Linked DNA regions of Columba livia: region 2 is linked to region 1. Evidence: chromatin contacts called from public Hi-C data. All regions are on one chromosome and are shown on one strand. The core of a region is the stretch at or near the end of the contact, and the rest is flanking DNA. Distances in the headings are between cores, read along the strand shown. Region 1 holds the start of SLC4A4 (solute carrier family 4 member 4). Region 2 overlaps SLC4A4 (solute carrier family 4 member 4).

What was found. A called contact is a pair of places that touch in the nucleus more often than the background predicts.
Region 2: a contact with region 1 is called in a Hi-C map of liver, with 2.8 times the contacts expected there. The contact joins the enhancer-like site here to the promoter of SLC4A4 in region 1. A contact is called at or near these places in 2 of 2 Hi-C or Micro-C datasets (crop and liver).

The regions. Positions count from the first base shown.
Region 1 is chr4:78,584,761-78,589,336 of bColLiv1.pat.W.v2, forward strand. It overlaps SLC4A4 (solute carrier family 4 member 4), which reads left to right and starts at 2,800. Exons shown (of 27, transcript XM_065062877.1): 1 at 2,800-2,922; 2 at 4,387-4,536.
Region 2 is chr4:78,761,787-78,766,362 of bColLiv1.pat.W.v2, forward strand. SLC4A4 (solute carrier family 4 member 4) reads left to right here. Exons shown (of 27, transcript XM_065062877.1): 20 at 1,894-2,072; 21 at 2,882-2,954. Among named protein-coding and RNA genes, the nearest start is that of GC, 31 kb to the right of the region's middle. Within about 2 kb of position 2,420, at least 1 of the 3 cell types and tissues checked has an H3K27ac peak away from gene starts, as active enhancers do.

The sequences.
Region 1 (4,576 bases), core at 1,550-4,049:
GTTGCAGCACAGGAGGTGACTGAAGTGAAGAGCCATTCCAAGGTTGTTCAGAGCTTTGGGGCTTACCAGACAGAGTTTGAGCTGTCCCAAGGTGAAAAGGAAAGATGGAAAGAAGCGAGGCTGTTTATCCCAGCCCTGTGTGTTGAAAGCCTCCAGAGCTCAGTGTCTGTTACAGAGAGGCTAACCGAGGTAACTGTGGAGGGGAAGGTCGTGCCCTGGGCTCTTTGCAGCTCACCTCCACTCCTGTTGGGGCTGCCAATTTCTTAATTTACTTGCTATGTGAATAGATTGCCAAGCTGCGGAGCTGCATATGTTCCTGTTTGGCCAGTCCTAACCTAAGACGAAAATCTTCCATGTGTTTTTGAATGCCAGGCTAGTTTGCTGCTAGTTTCCATGGTAGTGCTTTCCATTGTGGTCCTCTGGTGAGCTACAGTGGTTTACGTGATCTCTTTGGGTGCAAAGAGAGCACACTGCAGTCCTGGTTCAAGGCTCACATCCTGCTTTTCTCCCCTGCTGTGTACGCTGTCAGGCTTCCTGCACAGGACACGGAGCAGGCGAGGTCCCCGGAGCTGACCAGGCCGCCCGCGCCGCTGTGGTGCGCAGCACGCACGAGTAGGGAGCTTGGGTAAGGCAGCGAGATGGGCAAGCCCGGCAGTAACTCCGAAGCCAGAAGATAGCTCTGTGTTTTGCTTGGTGTAAGCAAGCATTTGAGACCCGTGGCAAAACGGGCCCTAGAGCCAGGCCCTGCGTGGTGAGGGTGCTGGGGAGGGGACAGGGTGCGCTGGCTCTGCGGCCTGGGGCAGCGCCGTCATGGCGTGCTCCTGAAGATGGGTCTCATGCTGACGTACTGATCCTTCCGAGAACTGTCCTTGCTGTGCAGCTCCTGGATTTCCCAGGTTTGGCCACAGGTTGAACAGTTTTGGTTGTGTGCATGTGTGTTGTGGTGGTTTTGTTGTTGTTCTAATTGGCTCCTGCAGCCTTAGGGCTCTGTTGAGCATTCACTTCTCACTTTTTCCACTGAGTGTGGAATTTAGGGGTAGACTATTCTTTTTAGGAATAGACTGGCTGATCTGATGCTTTAATGTCAACCAAAATAATCTTGGTATCCCTGGTCACTGTTGAAGTTGTAGTGGCACAAAGTGCCTGATACCTCCTTCTCCTTGAGAGACCCTCACACCTTTCCTACTTGTGAAGAAAGGAGGGGAGAGCATTTGCTTTTTAAGCAAGGACAGGTAGGAGCAGAAGCCCTGTGCTTATCATAGAGTAACGATATAATCGCCTTAATTAAGTCCTACAGTTGCTTGTCTTGGCCACACAGAGAGAACACCGCTGTGTCATTGGTCTCTGGTAAGCTGGCCTGGTGTCCTGGTGGGAATCCACCTTCCGCCGAGCCCCAGGGCCTGCGCAGCTCGTGGAGAAGGGTTTTCAGCTGCAGCCTGGCTGAAACAGGCTGCTGACAGTATCGCCTGGCGACTAACAGTCCTTTTCTTTGCTGCAGTTTGGCCCTGGGCCCTTTCAGAGGCCCCTGGGCACAAGATAAATGATTTCTTTTGTTTGTCATAGGCACCTGTACAGCTCCTGCGATGGCTGGCGGTACCCGAGACTCTTGCGATCCTCCAGTGTATAGTGCTGTAAATCTGGAAGGTGACTTATTCCAGAAGTAACCAAGAGCAAGCAGGAATGCGTCAAAGGTAAAGGAGGAAGTCTGCAGCCATGGCTGTGGCGGTTTCTTTCTGACCGGTCCCCAGCCAGGTGTGTGCTTCGGCTGTGCACACAGCTTGATTCTTGGGCTGGGCACTTGGGGCTTGCGGTTATCTGACAGGAGGAGAAGAGAAACACCAGTTGGTTCTCTGGTGTCAAGGCAGACAGACGTCCTCCAGCGTGCCGAGGATGAGGCTGTGCGCTGAGCCAGCGCGCCCTGCGTTGCAGACGGGTGGAAGAGCTCGAGGAAAGCGGTATTAGACTGGGGCTGTGCCGTGCCTGAGTAATGCCACAGAACAAAAGGAAAAGTGCTTCCTGCAGAGTGTAAAATGTAGTGTAACAGTGGGACACTGTCCATGCTACTGTTGAAAACAGGCTTTAGCTCAGAGACCTGTCAGCATTTGATTACAGCTGACTTGTAAAAGAAGATTTTATTATTAAATCTGCACTTAGCTTTGCAGACTCAGGAATGCTGAGTGCTTGAGTTTGTTGCAGAGGCAATTAAGCACCTAAAACCCTTTAGAGGGATCCCCATCATGCCAGTTCTTTCCAAAGTAAGGGTGTACAGTGTTTATTCCTGCTTTTCATACAACTGCCATTTGCGTTGGGGGGGGTTGCCTTTTTTCTTTTTTTTTTTCTATTTTTTTTACAATGGTCCTTTGGTTCAGCTAACTAAAGCTGGGCTCTCTTGTTCTGCTGCCACAGCCCTGTGACTGTTGCCTTGTAAGGCACCTGGGAGAATTTAGTCTGTGATCTTCCTTGAACGCGTTGTTACGTCACCCACGAAAAGATTGGGGGATAACCCTTTGCCCGGGGTAAATGACAGAAAGCAGAGCAGCATAAGCAAGCTGGAATAACTGTTTCGCAAAAACAATGCGTGGGCTGGCTAGGGAGAGGGCTGGGTGACCCCGGGGCAGCTTACCGCTCGGGCAAAGGAGGTGTCCACCGATCGCGTCCAGCCTTTGAGACTGAAATTCCCGGAAGCTCAGCCTGGTTCTGCTTAAGCCTCGGTGGCCTCCTGAGGCTGTGTCGTGAGGTGGAAGCAGGGAGAGCTCCTCACGTTAAGCTGCTGTTCAAAGTTTCCCTTGGTGCTATGGTTCCAGGTGACAGCTGAGGTGAGCTGTGCTCTCCTCACGGCTCCGTGACTGCCGTGGGAACAGAGACCTGAAGACGTGTGCCGGAGCATTCACTGAGGTGTGGGAAGGCTGACCCATGAGCCTGGTGAGTGCTGAGTGCCGTGGTGCTCGTAGTCTGCGAGGGGGCACAGGCAGCTCCGTGCTGTGCAGGCAGAGGCCTCGGGGCTGGCGGGGCAGCCCGCGCATTCTGCCTCAGCTCTGTACCTGGCGCAGCCAGACAGCTTCGTACCAGCTGAGCCCAGCGTGCCGCCTGTGCGTTAATCCCACCTGAAAATCAGGGTGTTTGTCTTGAAATGAGGGTGCTGCAGTGTGCTCTGAGGTCTGAAGCACTTTGGGACCAGCAGATGGGAAACTACCCATTTGAAGTGCATTTTGACTCTTTCAGCTTTTTATCTCGTAAGCAATGTGAAAGTTGCCTTGGTCATCAAGAGGTTTCTGATCAGCGGCCCCCAGTGCTGAAGGGGGCGGCTGACACCTTAGTACTGTTGGAAGCTGGCTGATTTGCGTTTTGTTAACTTCATTTCTAGTCGTTTATGAGTGTACATTTTAATACGGGCTTAGATTTGTCAGTCAGTGCTGGATTGTGTAATACTTGGAGCCGTGCAATCAAGTAATATGAGGAGATGCCTCACGTTGCATGATTTGCTTTTTTAAAATATAAACAACTGTTAATGCATAGATTCACTTAAATGATAGTATTTTTTCCCTGAAACTTGTTGTATGCACACTATTTAACAACAATACTGCTGAGCAGCCCCACTTCTGACTACAGGTGGCTCACAAGCATTTGACTACATAGCCTGATTATTCCTTGGAGAACATGGAACACCGCTGTCCCGGGTTCGTATGCAGCGCTCTCTGCCAGATTCTTGCTCGGAGACTGCTGATAGCACGAGAGACAACACGTAGTACAAGGGGTATCTGTAGAAGGCAGTTGCAATGGTGTCTGGAAACAAGAGGCTCCTAACATTTCAGAAGTGACCATCATCTGTGGTGACCTGTGTTGCTGGGGCTTGTCCCCTTCAGACATGAAGTCTCACTTATTTGGGGAAATAAACTACCCGACTGAAACCAGGGAGTTGAAGTCCCTTGGTGTTCCTGAGAAGCGCCGTGGCAGCCTGGCAGGGTGTGCACCCTTGGATAGGTACGGGGAGTTCACAGCTCCCAAAGCCTTGAATGAAGAAGGGACCGCTGGGTGGGGCTCTTGTCTTGTGCTTGGCCAGCGTGGAAACCGGTTGCTTAAGAGACATGACTTGGACTGTTAAGGAATTCCACAAGAACACTAGCAATTTTTAAAGTTAAGGAGTCTGGGATTCAAGACTGAGAAGCATGGTGGTGATGTGTAATAAAATGATATCGTTTTTTGAGACATTTATGTCTTCTGGTTAAGAAGGGAAGTTGCAGTAGCCTGGCTTTTGGGTGATCAAACAGGAAAGCAACACCAGCAATCTGGATAAGAGCCCCAGCTCTGAGAGGCGCTAGGGAAGGGTTTGATTTAAACAGATGTCTTGGAGCTTTCACTGAGTTTTACATTTTTATTTCAAATAAGCTGCTCACCTGAAAAACGGAGAAGTGATGAGGAGTGGAAAGGAAAGGAGAAGTCAGCGGTCGCTTTAGGAAGACAGCTTGTCCCAGAGAACACGAGTGAGCCTGCGTATCCACGCATCGCAGGAGGGAGTCTACACAGACTTGTCTGGAGGTAAGGAGTCCTAAATCCAAAAGGAAAGCTACATGTGTGT
Region 2 (4,576 bases), core at 1,170-3,669, 180 kb after region 1:
TCTGCGCCACCAGTCGTATGGAGAGCTGTTGGAAATGTTCCTCTTGTGTGAATGGAGCTTCTGCTTGAAAAAGAGGGCGATGTTTCAGTTTGTGTGGTCGCTGTGGGCGTTGGACACAGATATGTGCTTTGAGACCGTACCTGGAGGAGAATGTCAGGGTAGCAGCGAGTGGGAGAGGTTTGTTGTGTGCAGGAGCAAGTTCTCTGTCCTTCCCCGTGAAGAAGAGGCCCCTCATCTCTCAGCTTACAGACATGAACGTGGTTATGCTATCAACACCAGGCGTACTTTTGTCAGTGACACACTATAAACACTCCAGCAAAGTACTGTTTAATATTAAAAAAATGATTTCCTGCTTCCTTTGTTATGGTTGTGAGCACATGCTCTTGTTTAACTGGGGGGTCTCCACTCCGATCCTGCCACTCTGCACCACAAAGCACCTCTGCACGTGGAATGCACTGTAGGCCAAATCAAAGGCTGTTTTCCTGCTCGTGCGCTGTCAAAGCGTCGGCAGGGCGCGACGGAGGGACCGTCCCGCGGCTGCCGCCGGCCAAGGTGAGCGGCACACGTGTTAGGGAAACAGTGAGTACCATTCAAGATGAGCTGGGCCGCTTTCCCTCCAGGGTCACCAAGCAGGTCCGGATCACTTGTTCTTTCCAATAAAATCAAATAGAACAGGGTCAAAAAAAGGTTAATCATCTTTAAAATAGCAAACTTTAGGGTATTTTTCTGAAGATACCTTTCACTGGTGGCTCTCTTGTTTTCTTCACTTGCTCTTGGCACTTGTAGCTGGTGGATTTCCTGTGCTAGTTCATGGAGGGATTTGGCAAATAGGAGATCGGAGGGCTTAAAGGAGTAAGGAACGAGGGCAGCCTTCCCCCGTGGATGGGCTACGAGCCCACCAGCTGTCCTTGTTGGTCCCCCCAGGACAGCAGGGGTGGGTGTTGAGGAAAATGCCCCCAGCACCAGGCACGCTTGGCACGGCTCAGAACGTTTTCAAATCAAAACCGTGAGATTTTTAAATCTGAGCTGTGATGCTGGGCTTGCATCAGTGGGGCAGCACCCCGGAGTCGGTGAAGGCTGGGGTGAGCTCAGAGTGCCCGGCAGGCTCTCTGAAATGCCTGCACACCAACGCACAGCGTGGGGAACGAGCAGGAGGAGTAGAAACCTGTGTTAGGGCAGGAGATTATGACCTGGTGGCAATTCCGGAGACACGGTGGGACAGCACACGTGGCTGGAATGTGGCCATGGATGGCTGTGTCCTTGTCAGGAGAGACAGGCCAGCCAGGCGAGGTGAGAGAGCAACGACAATGTATTGAGTACTGTCCAGGCACGGGTGAGGAGCGAGTTGAGAGTCTGTGGGTGAGAATTAAGGGGCAGGCTGGCAGGGGCGTGTGTGTGTGTATATATATAAAAATATGTAGAGAGGTATATAATGAAAGCTTGATTATAGTGTTTACAAGATATGAAGTGTATCTCACCAGAAGTTTTTTGGTGACTGTGGTGCTCTGGTTGTGTCCAACACACACTCTGCTGTGTCAGGAAACTCTGTGAAGAGCTATTTGATGGGTCACAGGGCTTGGCTTGTACCACTGCACCTCCCAGGACTATGGAGTGTACACAAGGTGCTTGCGAGTCTGCTGCGCTTTTATTGCACGCTGTTGTTTTGAGAGCTTGCCAAAATCGTATCATTTCCTTGTTTTCCCCGTGGAGACAGGTAGTTCATACTTTAAGGAGCAACATCTCCTACTCTGCTATTCCTTAAGACAATTTCTGATGGCTAGAAGATACTGTAGAAGGAACTGGTGTTTACGTGGTGCACCTCTGCCAGAGCCCTGGCTGCTCCGTGGGTGTTTAGAATAATTAAGCTGAAGGTTGTCTTGTCTCCCTTCACAGAAAGGTGCTGGATATCATCTGGATTTGTTCTGGGTGGCCATTCTGATGATTATTTGCTCCTTTATGGGTCTGCCCTGGTATGTTGCTGCTACCGTCATCTCCATTGCTCATATTGACAGCTTGAAGATGGAGACAGAAACCTCAGCCCCTGGAGAACAGCCCAAGTTTTTGGGAGTGAGGTATGTCAAACCAGAAGGGCCTTAGTTGCTTTGTTTGCCTGCAAAGATCCGTTTGCGCTGTAATGGCTTTGCTTTGAGCGGAACACGTGCAGAGGGCACAGCTCTTAGATTTGCAGTAAATCTGCAGATCAGCTGTGTTTCTTTACAGCTTTTTTTGGTCAGCAGAGATATAACCAGTTAGAAGTTTATCTGGCGTAGCCCTTCTGCAAATTCCTTTTCTTGAAAAGGAAGAAAACTGGTCTGCTGCATGCGCGCCTGTGGACGGGCCGAGCCGGGGCAGACGCGTGGGGAAAGGGAGCAGAAGGAAGGAAGGAAGCTTTGCGCCCGCATCCAGAACTTCTCTGTGTCTGCTTAGGGCACGTGCACTCGAGCCGCCCCTGAGCGCACAAAGCTGTATGGAGCGAGTTCAGTGCCTGCAAAGGTGTCATGGAGAATTTCCTGCTGCTTCATTTGTATTTCCAGACCTGGCTGTGACATTTAGCAGAGCAGCTCTCTGGCAATTCCGTGGACAAATCCCCATGTAACTCCTCAAAAGTTCATTCAGCCAGATGAGACACAGTTTTCCAGTGTCGAGAAAAGGAAATACGTAATAAGTTTACCTGCGATTGATGGACTTTAGACAGGCATTGATTAGCAAACGTAACGGTAAAAAATTTAAACTTGTCATGCCTAGAGCAGTCAATTTGACCTACAAAAGTATCTTTTTCTGTATCGGGTTGCCTTAATTAAGCGCTTTTAAGTACTCTGAAAGGGAATAAAACCAGAAGGAAAGCTGAAGCCGTCGTGCTAACCCAGTGCTTGTGTTGCAGGGAGCAGAGGGTCACGGGATTCATCGTGTTCATTCTGACCGGCGTGTCTGTCTTCATGGCTCCCATCCTCCAGGTAGGCACGTCGCCCCGCCGCCTCCTTCCGCGCGCGGGCTGGTGGTGTGCTGCTCAAGTGTGGAAAAGGAGCTCGGTGAGAATTACCGATGCAGTTCTGTAATTTTATGGATGCTTAAATACACACTTTTTGGAAGGAAAAAGTAAGACACCCTTGTAGTGTGCTATATAGTCATAGTGACACAGTTCAGGACCCGTGGTTTTGGGGGCTGCGATTTTTTTCATTTTAAGACTTTTCTTCCGTGTTTGCACAAAGTTAAGTTTTCTTTTATCTTGCACTCTTGTGGTTCTGCTGTGCCTGTGTTTTATGGAACCATAAACCTTGAGAACCTGCTGGTGACGTGATGGCAGGATGTTTGGCAACGCGGCAGAGTTGCTGTGTGGAAGACACAGGCTAACAGATGAATACGTAGTCAAGAAAAGTACATCTGCATTTGCGTGTGCGGGCTTGCACGTCTCAACACGCGCACAAGAGTTGGGTCCGCGCACTCATACGCAAACGCGAGCGTTCCTGTGCTGGATCTGTCCCTGTGTGCTGAGCTGCTGAGGAACGCAGCTTTGCAGCACCAGCTCTCGGGACACGTTCACTCCCGGGACTCCTGGCAGCCAAAATGGGCTTTGCTTTCGTCCTCTGGAGGAAGCTGTTGAGCGCAGAGAGGGGAGCGTTCCTGCGCCACGAGTCGCGGCCGGGCCTGTTGAAATGTGGCTGTTTCTGGAGGAGAAAACAAATACTGCAGACGCCGATCCCGTTGCCATAGTGGGGAGCCCAGTCCCTGCAGTGTGCATTAATCGTCATAGCCGTGTTTTCAGCATCTCTTACGTGTACCTGAAGAAAAATCTTCATTTGGTGCTTGCTCGCGGGCTGCGTGCGTGCCCACGTCCACGAGAGAGAATCCGCAGTGTTGACGACAACGAGCAGAGCCTACAGCTGATGGTATTAGTCCGTGTGTAGGGTTTTGGCCAGAAATCCTTGGGACCGTTGCGTTGCCGTAGCGGAGCCGTGCCCTGCCCGCACCCCGGCCGCGGGGCCCCGGCTTGCCCAGCGCTCTTGGAAAGAGCCAGCACGGCAGTCAGATTTCCATTCGTTTTGTCTGTGTCCTCCTGAAGTAGCACGTCTCTTGTCGCTCGGGAGCAACGTGCAGCTCAGCAGTGTGGAAAACACGTTTCTGGAGGAAAAAGTGCAATGAAATGTGATTTCTGAATCTCTTGATATTTTCTTTTTCTTGTGAATTTAGCCCAGGCTCTGGGCAGGTGGGCTGCTGATGTACCGTTCGACCTAGGTAGGCAGCTCTTTCCCAAGACCTGAAGTTTGTTGGCACATAACCACAGAGAAAGGCACCCCTAGCGGATCGTGGAATAAAACATGAGAGGTTGCTTGTGTGTTCCCTGTGGAGGATCCTTTTCCAGGGACAGCGATTCCAGTGATGTCCAGCAGGAGATGTCAGCTGCAGAAATCCATCTCCATGGCTCCACAGACTGATGGTGTGAGCAGAAGATGTCAAAACAGCGACACACGGACTTAACCAGTGGCACTGTCCGTCATAACCCTGTGGCAGAGCGGACGGGTGTCCGGAGAAGTGTTTCTGGAGGAGGCAGACAAGTTTTTGTCAGGCAGAGCAATGA